Linked DNA regions of Mus musculus: all the other regions are linked to region 1. Evidence: chromatin contacts called from public promoter capture Hi-C data. All regions are on one chromosome and are shown on one strand. Each heading gives the region's core, a stretch centred on a gene start, on an enhancer-like site or on the middle of the called end of the contact. The rest is flanking DNA. Distances are from core to core; before and after follow the strand shown. Region 1 holds the start of Pdzk1 (PDZ domain containing 1). Region 2 holds the start of Acp6 (acid phosphatase 6, lysophosphatidic). Region 3 holds the start of Bcl9 (B cell CLL/lymphoma 9).

What was found. Promoter capture Hi-C pulls out the DNA fragments that hold promoters and counts their contacts. Capture Hi-C pulls out chosen DNA fragments and counts their contacts.
Region 2: a promoter capture Hi-C map of liver shows a contact between it and region 1. The contact joins the promoter of Acp6 here to the promoter of Pdzk1 in region 1. A contact is called at or near these places in 2 of 39 promoter capture datasets (the C10 cell line and embryonic stem cells), 1 of 115 datasets of contacts at active chromatin or transcription factors (embryonic stem cells) and 2 of 9 other capture datasets (adipose tissue and liver).
Region 3: a promoter capture Hi-C map of liver shows a contact between it and region 1. The contact joins the promoter of Bcl9 here to the promoter of Pdzk1 in region 1. A contact is called at or near these places in 2 of 39 promoter capture datasets (the C10 cell line and liver) and 2 of 115 datasets of contacts at active chromatin or transcription factors (bone marrow-derived macrophages and memory CD8 T cells).

Annotation. Positions count from the first base shown.
Region 1 is chr3:96,828,665-96,831,438 of GRCm38.p6, reverse strand. Pdzk1 (PDZ domain containing 1) reads right to left here and starts at 1,374. Exons shown (of 9, transcript NM_021517.3): 1 at 1,283-1,374. It overlaps 4930442L01Rik (RIKEN cDNA 4930442L01 gene), which reads left to right. Exons shown (of 2, transcript NR_015596.1): 2 at 1-1,613. It also overlaps a transcript of Cd160 not described here.
Region 2 is chr3:97,157,286-97,160,105 of GRCm38.p6, reverse strand. It overlaps Acp6 (acid phosphatase 6, lysophosphatidic), which reads right to left and starts at 1,329. Exons shown (of 10, transcript NM_019800.4): 1 at 741-1,329. The coding sequence starts at 938. It overlaps n-TEctc12 (a tRNA gene), which reads right to left and starts at 2,021; the gene lies at 1,950-2,021.
Region 3 is chr3:97,225,968-97,228,702 of GRCm38.p6, reverse strand. Bcl9 (B cell CLL/lymphoma 9) reads left to right here and starts at 1,339. Exons shown (of 10, transcript NM_029933.4): 1 at 1,339-1,485.

The DNA of each region.
Region 1 (2,774 bases), core at 125-2,624:
TCAAAGCACAGACCCACCTTATACATGGAAGGCCCTTAGTGAACATCATGTCTCAACTCCTTTTAGTTGCTGGTGAGAAAATAAAGGCTCAGTGACACCAAAAGACTAGCACAGGGTCTCCTAAATGTATGGGTGCCACCTCCCGCTACCCTAGGCCACATTTGGATTTAATCATTTGAAGAGTGAGCAGCTTAGATTTGTACTTTCAGTCTCCTCAAACACACTCACATGTATAATTCTATTTCTAGAACAACCTTTGGGAAATGGTGTTTGGCTTTCCTTCAACGTATAACAAAATTGAGATGAGGCATAGATCTAATAAGTGAACCAAGACCTTCCTTAGGCATTGGTTTCCCAGACCTGTACCCTCTCCCTAGCTGCCTAGGAACACAAGATAGTATCAACAAGTCCATATGCAGAGACCTTACCAGAGTCAAAGATGAGAACAATTTGCTTGGCCATAACCCACAGCTTCAACGTCCCTGAGTTGTCTGTACATGAAAGAACTTGTGGTTCTATGTGACTAGACAATGGTGACCTGAGGCAGCAAGGGCCCTGTGACTTACGGATACAGGATGGTGCCTTCTACACCAAGGCCACCTGAGAGTCTTCATACCCAGCCCAGGAGTCTCCAGAACCGATGGACCCTTAGGGAAAGGCCCCAATGACGAGAAATGAGTTCCTTCCAAGCTTGCCTACACACAGAAGCATCTGGGAGAATTCAAGGCATTTCAGGTTCACACAAGATAGAGATTGAGAGATTCTCCCAAAGGGAGACTAGAAGACTTGAATTTGCACCCAGTCAACCCAGCAATCCGTGGCTTTCCTCGTGGCTAACACTGTCTTGGGAAACAGAAGAGGCACCGGTAGAAGTTAGATTCGGCTGTATGTTTTAAGGGCTGGCTGCCTTTGGAAGAGTCTTCCCTTATACCCTAAATGCTTGGATAGTAAAGTCTCAGAAGAAAATTCCCCGTGGCCTGGGACTTCTGTGGTCTCTGTCCCTTGGCTGTGCATCTCCATACAGCACCCCCACCTCTTCCACCCCATCGTATATATACGACACCCCTGGGAAGCGAGCAGCCCACCAATGCCTTCATGAAGTAGAGCCTGCACATCTCCAGTAAAAAGAACTGTGACACCCCTGGAAGGCCATCCTCACCCCCACTTAACCTGTGCTCCTGCCACCACAGAGGCCTCAACCCCCCCACAGCCACTTGCCAGCAAAAAGAGAAGGGATAAGTGGCCCCAGCCCAGGCAGCAGGTCGCAGACCGCTCTTCTTACCTGTGGCGAAGGATCCGCTCCGCACTGGAAATTCTCCCCGCTGTGAACACTACTAGTCTTGGAACTCACTGGACTTTGGACAAAGATTGATTTAAAAGCTGATGTATTTAACAGGGACGTGTGGTCTGAGTTCAAGTGACCTCTGTCCTGCTCCCGGCCAGCTGGCAGGGTCCTAAGCTTGAAATGCTCAAGAGGCCTCAGTAAAATCAAGCCCCGCCCCCACCCCAGCCTAACAATGGGAAGGGTAGTAGAGAAAGGTGGGGAGGGGGTGCCTCGGCCTCTCCAGTTCTATCTAATAAACAGAAGACTGGGTCACACCCAACCAATCCCCAATTCCAGTAGGAACCTCACTGTCCCTAGCCCAGGGTCAAGGTAGGGGCTAATCACCAGCCATCTTCCACACTCAGGCTGTCCTGAGAGCAAGACACTACAACTCCTACCCGGAAAGCTACCAAGAGGCCAAAGCCCCAGAGAAGGCAAAGGCCCTGTTTCTGGGTCCTACCTCCACTGTGGGGAGAGCTCTCCTAGCTCACTCAGGGGCCTCCTTGCTTCTTTCTGGCTCCCTCCCCTCTCCCGATGGCTGCCTCTGTTCTCTAACTATTGATACCTGTCTTCCTCTTCACACACTCTGTCTCTCAAGAAGGCAGCTGGGCAGTAGCTGTTCCCCCGTGGCCTGGCGTTGCTGAACAGGCCGCTAGCCTCAGCCACCGCAGCAGCTGATCTCTATCAACCACACCCACACAAACCATCCTCACCTGGATTCTCAGCCCACATTCCTAATTCAGAGCAGGAGACATCTTAGAACAGTGAGACCAGGCAGGCCCCAGGCTGTGGGCTGGATGGCCTCGTCTTTTCTCCACTCATGAAGAGCTGGCCATTTGTCTTCCCTGAGTCTTGACTTTGCCCTCAACCCAGGTGTGAGCTAAGCCAGTGGGTAAGAAGTTTAAATTGACATCAGGGCCACTTCATCATCTCCTGCTGCCTTCTGTCTCTAGGCTATATTCTCTGAACCTCTAATATAACTTGCAAAGCCATGGGGGTAGACTGGGATGCTCTAGGTTTAGGATCAGAACACCTGAGTTGAAACTGACCCTTCCAGTTTCCAATGTTTGATCTGGGCTGATTATCTTTCTTACAGCATTATGGCTGGGACACAGGGTGCCACACACACACACACTATAACATTTTATATGACAATATAAAAAGTTAATATCGTGCCTATAATTAAGTCTGATCTGATTAATGTGGAGCCTATAGGGTATACTCTACTGATTATATAGGTCTAATAGGATCATCCCTTTCTTTAGCCCTTTTCGTGTGACATGGTTTTCATCTTTGAAATAAGAAAGCTTAGATCCTCTGCTTAATAATCCTCCCCAGGATCACTTGACCAGGAGGACGGGAGAGCCAGCCTCCAACTCCGCCCCTGTCTTAGATCAGTCGTTTACAGCTTTGATAAGGCCTCCTGCTGTCAGGAATCGCTTTCTGTGTT
Region 2 (2,820 bases), core at 80-2,579, 330 kb before region 1:
ACAGACTCCATGGGTAAATTCAACCCGGGGTGTTAGGGACTTCTGGTGCCCTTTTCTTGTATACTGTTAGGGGTTATTTTTTAAACAAAAAGCTAATTATTTGTGCTTTAATCATAATTATCCTGACTTATAGCCACAAAATTAGTTAATTAACTTTCCCTCCTTCTTACCACAAATCCTTTCCAGATTTCTAAACCTGACCTTAAAGAACCCCAAGATACAGTCCTTGTCCGCAATAAGACTTCACAAGATCTCAAATGGTCTCTGGCAAGCCCACAAGAAAAATCTGTATTAAGATCTGGTTCCAAAGGTGCCAGCTTGCTCTGTACTGCGGAAGCACTAAAGGTATCTCCTGGTACAATGATCTCTGTTATTAACAACCAGGCACTTACAAGGTCCTTGAACTCAAGTTCAACCACAGAACTACGAAACGTGACCCAACTCCACATCCGCAGAATCAGAATCTGCATTTAAATAAGAACCCCCGCCTGGGACATTCTTATGCATCTTTGAAAAGTTTCACTACACCAAGCAACTGAAAGTTTGGGGGGCAGGGGCTGCCCTAGCCAGGAAGGCTTACACACCACACCGGTGGTTTGGGATGAGCATGGGATGATGACTCCAGGCCACAGCCTGAGGGCCAGTCTACTGTTGTTTCCCTCTGGTCTGGACCCAGCCCGAGCCCCGACGGGGGACGCTAAAGTGTGTCCCCAAGAACCCCTCTGTGGGCCGCCTCTCACCTGCTCCTCCAGCGGGAGAGGCTTGAGCGGACTCCGTGCCCCGTGTCGAAACACCACCTGCACCATTTTCAGCTCCAGTAGGTTGCGGTCCACCGGACGCTGGCCATTAGGAGCCCGCTGCTCGGCCAGGGCCACCCGCCGCTGGTGGAAGCAGTAAGCCAGCGAGGTCAGGACACCCACGGGGACCCACACGCGCATGATGGAGGCTGTGGAAGCTGAGGGCTCCGCAGGCAACGCGGCTCAGCAGCTACTCAGAAGTTCGCGGGAACTGGAGGGCAAGTGCATCCAAGCTCTCAGAACAAGCGACTCTAGCGGGGCGACCCAGCGACAGTCAGGCCGGAGGTGGAGAGAAAGGGGTGGGAGCAGAAAGATTGTCTAGTAGTTTAAGCCTAGCGTCTGCCGGCCGCCCCTACTGCATGCAGGCTCAGTCAGGGCAGTTACTTGGACCTGAAACTTGCACTTCAAACCGTGTGAAGGGGAGGCCGCAAAAGCAGAAGTTCCTCGGACACCCGGGATTCGGGTCCACATTTTATAACCAAGCTCCCCACGCAATCTCCTGACCTCCCACGGACCTGCTCCAATTAAGTCTGCGCACAGGAGCACGGGAAAGTGAGTCCTGAGACTTCGTCCGATCTGGAAACTCAGACCCGTAAAAACTACAACTTCCACAATGCTATGCGCGGCCGAGGTCCCCAGGGAGGGCAGTTCCGTCGGCCCCCCGCCATGCTTAAGGTCCCGCCCCCCCCCCCCACGCCTCCCACGTTCCACTCCCAGTCCCGCCAGTCTTCAATTTAAGGCTGCCAAGAAGCCCCGGGTAATTAAGGGATTTCGTCTGTTTTTTTTTTTTTTTCCCTTGAGGCTTTGCCTGGGGTGAGTAGGGAGGAAATGAGGGTAAGGGGAGGCAGTGTTAGGATTGGTGGGCAAGGGGAGTAGTTTGAATGTGGAAGAATTCCCTGAAGTCCCCAAAGCAAGATTACTAAAGTCAAGACCTGAAACATCTATCAGCTGAGTGCTTCCTATTTGTGAAATTCCCTTTCCCCATTTTGTTTAAGAAAATTGAGCTAGGGATGTAGTTCAGCGGTAGAGCACTCTCGGGGCATGCGCAAAGCATTAGAGCCAGCGGTTTTTTTGTTTTGTTTTTGTTTTTTGTTTTTTCTCGAGTGATTATTAAGTACTTTTTTTAGAAAATTGTGAGAGAAAAAACAGTATTTCCCTGACCGGGAATCGAACCCGGGCCGCGGCGGTGAGAGCGCCGAATCCTAACCACTAGACCACCAGGGAAGTTAGGAGACAGAGGCTTGAGAGGGAAGATAGTAGACCTGGATTGGAGCCACCAAAGAGTGTCAGGAGAGGCCTGGAGGAATGGCGGTAGTGTTGTCAACATCTGAAGGCATTCTCCTAATCTTTTAACTGCGGAACAGTATCGTGGGCTTCAACTTCGAAATGAATTTCAAAGCAAACCAGTAAAAAATAGACTTGAAGTCTGTTTGGAATGGAAAGAAAAGCAACAGGAAAAAAAAAAAAAAAAGAAAAAAAAAAAAGAACATAACACACCTTACATGGCTATGGGCTTCTCACAGAATAGTCTCAGTTTATTAGAAGCCATTTGTAACCGATTTTAGGCAAAAGAGCTATGACAGAGAGATGCTTAGTGAGAGAACAAGACACCTGTGGATGGGTCTGGGCTTCCCATAAGAGATTCACAGCAAAATGTCTTAGCAGTTACCAGATACATTCTTTTAGTGACTCTCAAGATACATCTTGGCCCTGCGTGGTGGTGCAGGCCTTTAATTTCAGCATTCAGGAAGCAGAGGCAGGCATATCTTTGTGAGTTCAAGGCTAACCTGCTCTACAGTTGAGTTCCAGGATATCCAAGGCTACACAGAGAAGCCATGTCTGGGGAAAAAGAGAGAGAGAGAGAGAGAGAGAGAGAAGCACACCCCACCCCACCTCCTTCACATCTGGAAGGGTTGCTACACTTCACCCTGACCCCTTCTGGTTTCTGGTGCAACTAGAGGACAACTTCAGGGAACCTCATCTAGATTAGAGTCTGCTAAGGTAAAACCAGGAGCCCCTGCGG
Region 3 (2,735 bases), core at 90-2,589, 400 kb before region 1:
AGTGCACAGAGTTGCAGGAGAATCCTTAAGATCAACTCCGCAAAGTACAAACTCGAAGATTAGTAGGGTTTTGTGGGGAGGGCAGACAGTAACGATGGCTGGTCAAGGCAGTAACACGGCCCCACAAAATAAGGATAACAGGAATCTGAGCAAGGCGCATTAACCAAGATGTGAAAAAGTGCTACCTAATGAGCTAACATCTAACTTCACAGGGGTAGTGCTGAACGCGTCGCCCTCGAATTCTCAACATCAAAGCTCTTCCAAAAAATAAAATTAAGTGAGTGATACTGTGGTTGGGAGAAGACCTGGAGGCCGGGGCAGAAGGTGCTCTCTGGAAACCATAGGTAGTGCTGGCCAGGCAGGGCGGGGCGGGGCAGGGCCCGAGGTGAAGGAGACCTTGCTCTAGCCACAGCGCCAGCAGGACCCCAGAGAGTCTGTTCTGGGAAGAGGGAGAAGAGTGCAAGCCGAGGGGACCAGCTTTCCAGAGGGAAGAAAGCCCTCACGGGCAAAGGTAGAGTGGACACCTAGGGGCGGATGGGTGGGCTGGGGGAAGCAAGGCGGAATCGCAGTGGAGAGGTGCGAGGAGGTGGCATGAAGACTGAAGACTAGGCCCGACCCTGAACGGCGGGCGAGTGAAGGAAGATCGGTTCCTTCTGCAGCTCCCAGTTAGTTTCTGTCAAAGATGGCTAAATTCCACTCTGCCCTTCCCCCTCCCGCGCCTTTTCTAATCCCCTTCGGTGGCTCCAGTACTGCTGGAGGCCATGGGGAGTCTGGGTGAATGAGCGCCGGGAGGAGGGTGAGGAAGGAAGAGAACCTCCCCGCCGCACCACCCGCCCCGTGGGTCCTGCAGGAGGATCTTTTAGTTGAAAAAGAGGGTTCTGTGGCTTTAAACCGGGGAGTGGGCGTCACCGCGGGGGGACCCGGTGACTAGCCGGGGCGGGGTTGGATGGGAGGGGTCATGCAAAGCAGAAGGCGGTGCCGTCGGGGCGGGGCCGTGGGTGGGCGGGGCGCGGGCGGCTTCTCTTGAGCCAGGCGCGGGAGGGGGCGGAGGCCGCGGCGGGCTGGTACCATCGATCGCCTTCGGGGAGGGGGACGGGTGCCATTCCCCCGGAGGGGGCGGGCCCTGGCGGCGGCGGGGCCAGGGCCCCATTCCCCGCCGGGCGGGCCGGGGGAGGGGCGCGCCTCCGCTCGCGTCCGAGGCGGGGCCCGCGGTACCTTTCGTGGCACGGTGCGGCTGGGGGAGGGTCGAGGGGAGGGGGAAGGGGCGGGCCTGGGAGGGGGAGCCGGAAAGGGGGAGGCACCGGCGGACAATGGAGCCTATGTGTGCCTGCGGGAGTGGGACGGCGCCGCCGCCGCCGCTGCCGCCGCCGGGGGGAGACGCTGCGCTGCTGCTGCCGCTGGTCCGGGCCCCGGCCCCCCGGGGCTGAGAGCAGCCGGGGACCGCAGCTCCCGCCCGCGCTCGCCCCTCCCCCTCTCCGGCCCGGGGTAAGTGGCCCCGGGGAGGGGGAGGGGCGGGCCGGCGCGGCGGGGGCCGGGTCCGCGTGCGCGTGTGGCCGGGGGGCCTCCGGGGGTCGGGGCGCTGGCTTGGCGAGTTGAGTCTGGAGGAACCTGTTGGGGGAGGCGGGGGAGCCTCGGGAGCTATGGGAGAGACCGGGGCATCTCTCGGGGTTTTAGAGGTTGTGTCCCAAAGCTGTGCTTGGAGAGGTTACCTGAGGGGAGATGACCGTCTCGGGGTCTTGGGATGGAGGGGCGATGGAGAGGAAAGAGCGCGCGAAATTAGGAATTTCGGGTTGAGTTTGTAAGACCCGGGAGATGCGTAGAGGGGAGAAAGGGGACTCCGCAGGCCAGTGACTTGTTGAAGGGTTGGGGGAGGTGAAAGCCTAGAGGAATGTCTTGAGTTGTAAAGGGTTCCAGCAGGTGAGTTGGCGACGAATGAGTTAGGTCACTGAGTCATTGTGAGGGTCGTAGAACACACCAGTGGTTTTCAAATTGGAACCCTAGAGGCTGGCTGGCCTTTGAAAGTTGCAAAGACTATTAAGATGTCACTGGTAAGTGTTGGGTGAGCTTGGTGAAATGGAGTTATCCTAAGGAAAACAAGTCGCAGAGTTGGTGGTTAGTCCAGAGGGAAGGACCACGGCCTGTAGTAGTACTGCTGGGAACGTTATGTTAAAGCTGCCAAGGATGAGAAAGAAAGCTTGAAATCTGTCCCCCAAGAGCCTTAGTCTGCTGGAGGTAAGGAAGGGCGTTTTTTTAAATGTTAAAAGAGTTATTCTGAGGCCAAGATTGGAGTCAAAGTCATTAGGTAGGGTAGTGAAATGGATGCAAATATGCCTCTGTGGACATAATCCAAGGCAGGATGCAGTGGATACAGAGTTACACTTTAGTTAAAGCAAGAACAAGTCACCCCCTGACAGTGACGTCAGCGGCCATGTAAAAAGTCAATTTGATGGTGCATTTGTTAGCGTTTGATAAACTGTGGAATTAAATGGTTATTTTGGCGACAGAGACCTGGGCTCTTGTGTAGGGAACACAGTGATGAATTAGTTACAGGAGGTGAGGAGTAGGTAGTGAAATAGTCAAGATGTTGGGAGGTAAGACTTGTTTAGAACCTGTGACTTGGAGGCTTTTAAGTCTGGTTGGTTTGAAAGTTTTTGACTGGACACTAGTCACCAGGGAGTTTATCATGAAGAAGTGTTTGTGTGCAAATCTGATGGTCCTGGGGACCAGTAACAAAG